2 separate regions of the Triticum aestivum genome follow, and region 2 is linked to region 1. The links are chromatin contacts, called in public Hi-C maps. All regions are on one chromosome and are shown on one strand. The core of a region is the stretch at or near the end of the contact, and the rest is flanking DNA. Distances in the headings are between cores, read along the strand shown. Region 1 holds the start of LOC123156316 (probable amino-acid acetyltransferase NAGS2, chloroplastic). Region 2 holds the start of LOC123162842 (F-box protein At-B).

Region 1 (5,364 bases), core at 1,582-4,081:
AGTTAACAGCCCCTCGTGCACCACTAGGGGTGCTTAACGCCACTTCGCCAACTGGCCTCTACACTTTGCAATGGCCACTTTGCCAAAAACAAGTTAAGAATACGCCTCCAACTTTCAGGGCTAATCTTTCAAGCGTCAGATGGGTCCCCTATATCTGCTTTTGACTACTCTTCGTAAAAAAAATTGCATCTAGAAATAGATGAAACCGATATGGTACCGAAAACCAGTATAGTATGCCATGCTAACCTTAGCACCCAGGAAGTTTCCGCTTGCAACATTGTCGGAGATTTCGTGCCAGCGACCATTAACACCATGTCGACGAAGATCTAGCATTGGGGGACCAGGAGATAGCTTTGCTTCTATAGTAAGGCGTATTCTGCCAGCTGCCTCCATCGCAGCATCTAATGAATCAGAATCTGTAATACGGTAACGACCACCATAATTGGCCTTCTTTCCTGAGAAATTCATAAAGTGAGCTCCTTCACCACTGTGCACACATGTAGTACAATCACCAATACTATTTAAAGAAAAGATATGTGCAACGACAAATCATCAACCACGGCATCAAAACAAAGTATAGCACTGGTTATGTAGCTTTTACTTTGCAGTACTTCGCCAATCATCAACACTACAAGAACCAAGAAATGACTTCAATACTTAATCTCCATTTCCAAAAGTGTGTGCTGAACCGAAAAATAGAAAAACCATATATGAGATGAGACAAACTATGACTGGAATGCGCCACGATACTTATGCTATTAAACTGACTGGATATATCTCCCTCGATATGCTATATATATGCAAAACAAAAAACAGGATGTTCCTCTATACGTAATCTTTATCCAGAGCTCACTCAGCCGTGCTTATCCGAAATAATACCCCCACTTTCCTTATATGCCACCAAATACTCCCCCCGTCCCAAAGTAAGTGTCTCAACTTTGTACTAACTTTAGTACAAAGTTGTACTGAAGTTGAGACACTTGTTTTGGGAAGGAGGGAGTATCAAATACAGCATATAGAAATAAATAAATAAACAAATAGGTTCAAAAACATCAATGAACTTGTGAGATTTGTGGGATGTGAAGAATAATCCTTTTTGTTTTGTTCCAACGGTAACCAAACACAGTCACTTCAATAGTGTGGACGTTCATAGAAAAACATATCTATTCAAAGCATTTTAGCATAGAAAAGAGTAAAAAAATGCAAATCTTCAGCTAACCTCTATCAGCCAAGAGCTTATCAATCTGAACATGTGTTCCAGGAACAAGAACAAATTTGATCCCAAGACCATGTAGAAGCGATATATCCTGCATGTCGAATTAATGTGAATATTGTGGAACTACACATAAGTTGTCAAAAGTATATAAAAATACATTTTAAAGAAAATTTCAACAAAACTACGCTCTTTAACTTAACACAGATCTACACCTTTAGTGAACTGTCATTTCAGCAATTGAACACTGACTAAGCCATTATGGTAATGTCATGGACCAGGGTTCATGAAAGGTAACACCTCAGCAAATCTTTATTATTTATAAATCTTGTTTTAGAAGGAGGAGCAGGCCAACCTATCCAAACCCAGGCTCAGCTACCCGGGTGCAAGATTTATTTCTTGGTAATTTTCATGTACAGTGACACCACCCCATCATGAGATGGAAAATATGTGTGGTTTTACACCGGGACACTGGGTCATTTTCTTTCTGGGGTCCGCACCTTCCAAGATATTGTTAACAACAATATTCAACAGAAATGTTTTGATGACAATGACTGTTAGGCACATTGAAAGTAACACGAAGTACACGTGCAGGTGCAGCTGTTAATTTACTTATTATCTTCTCCAACAAATCAGTGAAGGAGGCAGAGCTGGTTTGAACTTAGATCAAACTAGCTTGACCACTCATATCGCAACCAGCCGTCGGTTTCTCTCTTGACGTTGCTCTCTTCTTTGCAGCAGAATTATTATAAGAAAGCAACTGTGCTGTCCAGCTCGAACAATGACATAGCAAAATCAAGGCCGCGGAGATGGCCCCAAGTTCACTCTCTTCAAATATGTCCAGCAAGATTATGCGATCCACGGTCCGACCTCTTAAGAATTCCTAACTCGGCATGTGCATGCTGAATTCGGAACAAATCTGCGAAAATCCCCCTCTTGTTGAACGATCCCATCAAAATGGCGTTTGAGGCAAAACCGAAAACAAGCAATAAAAACGGCGAACAGGCGTGCAGAATCGCTGTCAAGTGTCAACCCACAGCACCGAAATGCGAATCATCCATTTCCGCGAAAGCGGGCGGGGGACCATTCGGGGGGAGAGCGACGGGTACCTGCAGAATGCCGTCGAGGTGGGGCCCGGCGACGACCTCACCGGAGATGACGACGACGAAGGTGCTCCCCCGGTGGCCCCGGATGTACGGCCAGGCCTCCCGGAACCACCCGACGAACCTGCCCCCTTCGTCCGCCCCCGCCTCCCCACCACCTAAAGCCCCATCACCGAATAACCCTGCTCCACCGCCGCACCGCACGCCCGTTGCACGCCGGCGCCACGACTCAGGGGCGCGCATCGCGACACTCCCAGGCCGCGGCCGCGTCGACCCCGCCGGCGCCCGGGAGGGCTCGCCGGCGGCGCGCGCGAGGGACGCCGCCGCAGCCATCGGAGGGGTGCAGGCGAGATTCAGCGGGGACTGGTACATGAGGGCGGCGGTCTGCTTTGGCGTGGCGTGGCGCTCAGGCCGTACGCGGCGAGACGAAATGTAGAGAGAGAGAGAGAGAGTTGGAAGCGGCGATCGGCGAGCGATGTGGCGCGCGGAGACGGGGTTTGGGCCTGGGTTTGGGTTTGGGTTTTGCTCAGAATAAGTGGGGGAGTGGGATATACGTATACGCGAGCCGTGTTGACTGACGCTTGGGCCTTCTTGTTTGCTTCCGTGGTGGTGACTGTGATCCGACGGTCCGCGCCGGCGGCGTTCGCGTCTGGTGGAGGTTGGTCTCGGCTCGGGGGCGGCGTCAGCCAATGCCAATGCCCATGCGCGCGGTAGGTGAGAGACGCGCGGCTTCTGCGCGCGTGCAAGGGCCAATCCGAAGAAGCAGTCACTCACTATATTATCCTGCGGCCACGAATACGATTATACGAGTTTCCCGACGCTTGCGGTCGGTCAGGTCATGTCACCGTGACAAATTGACTTCTTTCACGTTTGTGCACTGCACGGCACACGGCTTTTCTCGAAAAAACGTGCACCCGAAAAAATCAACTTTCGTGGCGTACCCTCGAAAAAACGTTTGTGCGCTGCACCGCTTTTCTCCCTAGCCCTCGTTCGGTCATTGTAGCTGAAGGCCGGGCCAAAAATCACTATTTTCATCTTATTTTAGGACCATGTGACCCTCTTTTAGAAGTTTTTGTATGATCCGACCCTCGTGCCTATCCACGGACGCATCAGCTGTAGGGATAGAAACTGCATAATTTTTCCGGAGCCACAAGCCAGTACGCCCTCCGCCCGAATTTATTAGGCCTCTTTTTTGAGTCAAAATTTGATAACGAATTTAACTAATAAATATAAATGTCACAAAAATTATACTCCCTCTGTTCATTTTTATAAGGCTTTGTAAATATTTCAGACACTGTGTAAAACAGCTCAATTTCACTTGTCTGGAATGACTTATAAAACTGAACAGAGGGAGTATCATAGAAAATCTTTATCAAATATAAATCCAATAATATACTTTGTGTAGCATATCCTTTATATATTTTTAGTCAAATCCAGTTGTCCAAACCCATGGAGCTGTGAGGGGTTGACCTAGGACTCAGGTATCGGCCACCTCGGAGCATGGTAGAGAAGTTTGGGTCTAACTCAAAGCTACGGCCGAACTTCAATTCGGGTGTCAACCCATTTGGTGGTTTTCTGGTCTTGGATGTAGCTAGGGGTGCGTTGTGTCATTTCGGATCTTTCGGTTCATGCATATAATTGGTCAACAGTTGGGTTTGATGAGCGTGTGTATGGAGGTTGTAATGGGCGTATTGGTGCACCCCTGCAGTGTTAAACCTATTTGAATAGTTGTGTTCGTGATTATGGATGACTTGAATTGGCCTATTGGATCATAGAACAACTTCAATTGTTAATATTATTAGTAATAGAGCTTGTGCAACTTCAACATTTAATAATAAAACTTGCCAAATAAAAGCCTCGGGGATTCTTCTTCGTGGGTGGTATACGAAGGGGAGTGCAAGGCTATGTGATTTTACGAGGAAGGATAACACTCAGCATGGGCACAACCAGTGAGGTTATGTTACGCATGTTTTGTTCTGGATGGTTCGTATACACTCTCTATCCTTGTCTCTAATAGACGATGTCATGTCGCATAGGTGCTTCTAGCCGCTCCACTACATATCCCTTTTAAACCTATTGCTTATTAGCGTCGGTCATTCAGTGTAACAACACTTATGGAGTACACAATGTACTCACCTTGCTTTAACAAAAACGTATAGGTACGGTGATGGACGACATTAACTGGTCATCATACGGACAACAGTTTGAGCAGGGATATGGCCGGGGCTTGCTTTTGTTTTTGCCTTCTTAAGGCAATCTGTATTCTTGCATGTCTAAGGTTTATTCAGTTTTGTTGTATTAGTTGGATCTTGATTGAAAGACCCTTCTTGAATTAATTATTGTATATGTATGTTGCTGTTGCGGAATATTTTGGTATTTGTCTTGTGATATCATTTGTTCCACATGGTGGACACATTTGACGTGTTGGTTGTGTGAAGCTTTAATGTCCTTGGGATCAATTCTACGCGGCTACATAGTGTCGGTCTGGGCTGCTAGACTTTATATTGAGGTGAGAAAAAAATTAAAGGTAATGGTTGCCTTGGATGCATTTTGTCTATGCCCGCCTTTTTCCCCTCGGTAGCGCATTATGAGGGGTGTGGGGAAAGGGCGAGTGTTCATTTGACACAATTTGCAATTCAGAAACAGTGAACATGCTCAAACAAATCAAGATTTACACTGCAAAAAAAGATTACTAAAAGTTTTATGCTCTAAAATACAAAAAGGGTGCGCCATGATTCCGCAAGAAAAAGCATAAACTATATCGCCAGGATTTTCAGCCAATTGTTTTTCCAAAATGTGTGTGTTTTGCTGAAAAAATGGGCATATTATCCTCTACTTCCCTTGCACAAACTAACAAAAAAACTTCAATAAGAAGGTTGTGTGGAAAGTTCCTGCTAAAGAACATGCAAAAACATTTACCTACAAAAAAGATGTTGAATACCTACAAAGTTTCCTATAGTGCCTTAACCCTTGATAACCTAATAAACGTGGGTACCGACAAAAATATGTTGAATCACTTGTGTAAAAGAACGATTTATGTATTATCAC
Region 2 (5,364 bases), core at 1,722-4,221, 390 kb after region 1:
ATATTATCTTCACACTCTAGGAAAACTTTCAACCCCAGTAGGTTACTAAAAACAAGGAACAGTAGGTAAAAATCAAAGCAATGCAGCCTAAAAAACACACTGCATTACAAACTACAACACAAAAAAACCTACAACTAAAAAAACACAAACTTGGGATCACACTACCTACACCTAGAAAACTCACACAAGGGGGAGAATTGACCTATACCCTTTAAATCAAGTCTACTGAAGACATAGACAACATGACATACATGTTTTTGTATATTCTACTAGCATCAACTTAAGAAAACTTAAAGAATTAACTTAAAATTATAGGGCTCCATGGACAAAAATGGATAGAGGGTGTTTCCAATGAGTTATAAAACCCCTCAATAATGGGTTTCCAAATGGGTCTAACCATGCATCTGTTTGAGACGTCGTGATTTTCCAATAAACACCATGCCACCCCTATCCCGCACCCCCTACCAAGAACGCAAACCAATCCAGACGGTCGATGGGTCCAATCTAACAAAAAACAAACAAGGAGATAGAGGATCTAAAAATCCCAATAAAAGCAGGACGTGCATAGTGTAGATGGAGCTAATCTACTTGAAATCTAGGGTTATACCTCAAATCAGGAAAACCTAAAAAACACATGGGGCAAAAAGCTCACTTTATCACCAGCGCCTGCCATCTCTTCACCTCGCGGGAGCGAACTAATCCTCGGTCGACTCCTTCCTGCTCACCTCGACTCCTTCCTACTCATGATGACACAAATGGGAGACAAAGGGGAATGGGGAGAGGAGGAACAAAGAGAGGTGGCCGCAGAATGGAAGCAATAAAATAGGAATGGAACAAAGCCCCCTGTCCCCTCCACTTATACAAAAGGCGGGCTATAGGATCGAAAGTGGGTCTAGAGGGGGGTGATTAGACTACTTGACCAAATAAAAATCTATCATTTTCCCAATTTTAGTTGTAAGCAGATTTTAGCAACTAGCACAATTCAAGCAATCAACCTACACATGCAATTCTAAGAATGTAGCAGCGGAAGATAAAGCATTGCATATGAAGGTAAAGGGAAGGGTTTGGAGAAGGCAAATGCAATGTAGACACAGAGATTTTTGGCGTGGTTCCGGTAGGTGGTGCTATCGTACGTCCACGTTGATGGATACTTCAACCAGGGTAACGGTTGCGCAGTCCAAGAAAGGCTCCGCCCATGAAGGGTCCACGAATAAGCAACCTTGTCTATCCCACCATGGCCATCGCCCATGAAGGACTTGCCTCACTCGGGTAGATCTTCATGAAGTCGGCGATCTCCTTGCCCTTACAAACTTCTTAGTTCAACTCCACAACTTGACGGAGGCTCCCATGCGACACCTAACCAATCTAGGAGACACCACTCTCCAAAAGATAATAGATGTTGTGTTGATGATGAACTCCTTGCTCTTGTGCTTGAAATGATAGTCTTCACAACACTCAACTCTCTCTCACACACAAATTTGGATATGGTGGAAAGATGATCCGAGTGGAAAACAACTTGGGGAAGGCTAGGAATCAAGATTCTTGTGGTAGGATTGGTATATCTTGATCTCAACATATGAGTATGTGGTTCTCTTTCAGAAAATGTATGTTGGAAGTGTAGGCACGTTCTGATGGCTCTCTCACAAATGGAGATGGGGTGGAGGGGTATATATAGCCTCCACACAAAATCCAACTGTTACACACATTTGATCCAACTCGGTCAGACCGAATAGATGAACTCGGTGAGACTGATTTAGTTCAAAATGTGAACGTTAGGAATCTTGATGAGACCGACTGGAACAACTCGATGTGACCGATGTGCTAGGGCTTAGGGCAAACATCAACTCGGTGGCGCCGATTGCATCAACTCGGTGAGACCGAAGTGCAGCAATAAGGCAACATAGAAGATGTCAAGCAAACTCGGTGGGACCGATTGCACATTTTGGTGAGACCGAAATAAGTACAACAGGCAACAGAGAGGTTGCAAGGCCATCTCGGTGAAACCGAGATCTGTATCGGTGTGACCGAACTGTTAGGGTTTCTGGCACTGGCTATGTCACATGAACTCGGTGGCACCAGATGGAAAGAATCGATGGGGCCGAGTTTGACTTTTAGGTTTTAGACATATTTGGAATGAGAAAGTGGTTGAGGGCTTTGGAGCAATATCACTAAGCATTTGAGTAAGCAACCCATTAAGCAACACCTCATCCCCTTTTAATAGTATTGGCTTTCCTATGGACTCAATGTGATCTTTGATCACTAAAAGTAAAATGAAGAGTCTTGAGCTGTTGTCAATATGTGTCCTTAGCATTTTGAGAGGCCCACATTCCTAGTATATGCCATGCCATTCATTGAACTTCCTAAAATATTTATCTTAAAAGAATATTAGTTCAATAAACTATATATTGTTATGAATTACCAAAACCACTCGAGGATTAGTTGCATTTTCACAGGCCAATACCAAACGACAAAAAGGTCGTGAAAACGGCCAGCAACACAACAAACAAAGGTTAAAAAAATGGACCTAACAAAAAAAGTATGGCTGACTCGAACGGGCCGGCAACCAGACTCAAACGGGAAACGCGACCGTTGGACAAAAAATCAAAGTGGGATCAAGTTTACGCGGAGACTACAACAATAAATTGAACGAACCACAAGTTAGATGAGACATTGTTAAATCTCATTTAGATGAGATTTAGTAACTCCGTTTTTTTCCCGTGGATATGTGTATACTTAATATTTGCATGCTAAAAAACATGTCGATGCCCATAACATCGTGCATTTTGCAACGTATTGAGCAGCTACCAGTTTTGAAATTTTCAGATACCTAGCGCTAACCTTTTTCTTCCAAGAAAGAACAGCAGGTCCGGTTTATTGGTTTATTTCCTCATTTAGAACAGTAGCAGATTAAAACCAAATAGAACGACGGCAGAGGGCCTACATGTCATACCCACACAGAGAGGGCCCGCGAGCCGTGGTGGTATATCCAGGGACGGTCTCCGCGCATCTGACTCTAGGTCTGAAAGCAAGGAGCCATGGAGAAGAAGCCCCGCGCCGCCGGCGACGGCCAGGGCGGCGGCGAGGCCTCCGGCAGCGTCAGAGGAGGCCTGGTCGACATCCTCCCCGAAGCGCTCCTGGTGGAGGTTGTTGGCCGGGTGGGGCTAGAGGCCGCCTGCTCCGCCGCAGCATCCTGCCGCGCCCTCCGAGGCGCCGCCGGCGCCGCCTTATCCTCCGTCGCATCCCTAGACCTCTTGGTGAGCCTCGTCGCTTCTTCCCCTCTCGCGCTCCCCGCCTCCCGCCAGAGATGGTCTCCCTTTAATCTGGGGTTTGGTCGCTGTTGCAGGCGTTTACGCCGACGAATGCTATCGCGAATAGGATTCTTGCCGGTAATGGCAGGCTCCGCAGCCTCGCCGTCAATTGCAGCCTACTCAACGACTCCGCTGTCGCTGCTATTGCGAAGGAGAGCCTCCGCGAGCTCTCGCTGCTCAAGTGCTCGTCCTTCTCCCCGTACCTCTTTGTGGTGATTGGTGAGAGGTGCACCAATTTGAGGTATGCATCTTCAGCAATTTCTTGTTTGCTTATGCTATGGGTTAGATTACAGTTGGACTTGTGGTAGTATTAGCTGATATGGTTTAAAAAAACGTATATTGAGTCGAACACGTAGTAGCCAGGGCCTCAACAAGTACAAGGGGCAGTGTTGCACTGTTGTGTGTAACCGAGAGAATCAAGATGGACTCTGTGCGCTGCACGGAGGGAGTGGTCTGGCTTGCCATTTCAGGCGGTCTGACCAGAGTCTCTCGTGGGTGTCGAGTTTGTCGGGATATCAAATAGCATCAGGGGATCCCATGGGGGATGTAGGTTTTGGCTGAACCTCGCTGTCAATCAAGGTTCAACATATCATATATTGGGTTTGTATATCGGTTTGGCTTGAACATATTGGATGTTGGATATCAGATGATACGTAGATATATTGAAGAAAATATATCTGGAATTTTTTGAATATCCCTGTTCAAAGAAAACAAAATGTATGGTGTTAATGATCTACTTCCTCCGTCCCATAATGTAAGAGCGTTTTTGACACTATTGACACTAGTGTAGTGTAAAAAACGCTCTTATATTATGGGACTGAGGGAATAGCATAATAAATTTAGATTCCTAGTTTATGAACTTGTTAATTAAGAAACTATTTAAGACATATTCACAAAATCCTCACTCTAAGATTAAAAACAATACCTTACATATGTGTTTCTACAAACATTACACATGACTTTGATAATACGATGAAGTTGTAAATACATTAAAAAATCACTGATTTGTGATAAATAATTGTGTTCATTGACGCACCGGTCTATATCAATGGGCATATCGGGTCAGATATCGGCCATATTGGTCGATATTTCGGTCCACATCGGATGATATGTGAAAATGATATTTACAAAATGATATATTATGTTTATATCGGTACAGCCCCAAAACTGATATATCGGCCTACATATATCTACGCTGCATGAGCTGGTACTGTGACTAGTGGAACCAAGCGGCCATGGTATTAGTTGTGGAAGTTAGCATTGGCACTAAGCCATGGAGGCTAATTTCATAACAGTATATTTCTTGAGAAATTGGATTAGGCGCTATGAACTGTTGCCTAGTATTATTGCATTGTAAGGTTTATTGTTGTCCAGGTGGGATGGGCATTGGGAAAATTTGATTTGTACCTGGCATAGTGATTGGTTATGTTTCTGTTCTCTAAAAAATGATTTGTTTTCATCTTGACCCAAATTGTGGGAAGTCTGAGCATATTGTATTTATATTCAGATCAATTACACTGGAGATGGCAAACTTGAATGGCAGTGAACATTTTGTGATCTGCCGTAAGTCCATAGCACATATGTTCAAAGGATGTGATTACTTGGAGGTGAGGTGTCTTTGTCACATATGAACACGATACCCTTCTTAACTTAGAAAGATGGAAATAACGACATTGCATGTTTGAATAGTTTTTAGATTAGCATCTTTTGAGTACAGTTTAAGTAGAAAACAACCTTTGAGTACTAAAGCATATATATAAAAGTTTAAGTAATATTAGCCATGGATTTTGAGTAATTAGCTATTGGAATAAGTTCATTTGGCTGCTGTGTGCCTGTGCCTAATCTGTCTTTTCAAATCTATCAATGCAGAATCTGTCGCTGAAATTTCCTCTCCTAGCTCCAGGCTCTGTTGATTTTGATTCTTTGGTGCCTATTATGCCTAGTACCATCAAGGTACTATTGCTAATGCCTGTGGCCAATTGGCAAGCAAAGAAACTCTTCCCCATAAGCGCATCTCTGAAGACACCCTTCAGTGACAGTCTAGAATCACTGTCTT

Evidence for each region. Hi-C and Micro-C count contacts between places; a contact is called where the count stands out from the background.
Region 2: a contact with region 1 is called in a Hi-C map of leaf, with 7 times the contacts expected there. The contact joins the promoter of LOC123162842 here to the promoter of LOC123156316 in region 1. A contact is called at or near these places in 3 of 5 Hi-C or Micro-C datasets (all in leaf) and 1 of 1 datasets of contacts at active chromatin or transcription factors (leaf).

The regions. Positions count from the first base shown.
Region 1 is chr7B:181,952,722-181,958,085 of IWGSC CS RefSeq v2.1, forward strand. It overlaps LOC123156316 (probable amino-acid acetyltransferase NAGS2, chloroplastic), which reads right to left and starts at 2,832. Exons shown (of 10, transcript XM_044574455.1): 1 at 2,323-2,832; 2 at 1,220-1,307; 3 at 247-455. The coding sequence starts at 2,688.
Region 2 is chr7B:182,338,899-182,344,262 of IWGSC CS RefSeq v2.1, forward strand. LOC123162842 (F-box protein At-B) reads left to right here and starts at 2,972. Exons shown (of 4, transcript XM_044580597.1): 1 at 2,972-3,254; 2 at 3,344-3,549; 3 at 4,816-4,915; 4 at 5,178-5,364. The coding sequence starts at 3,036.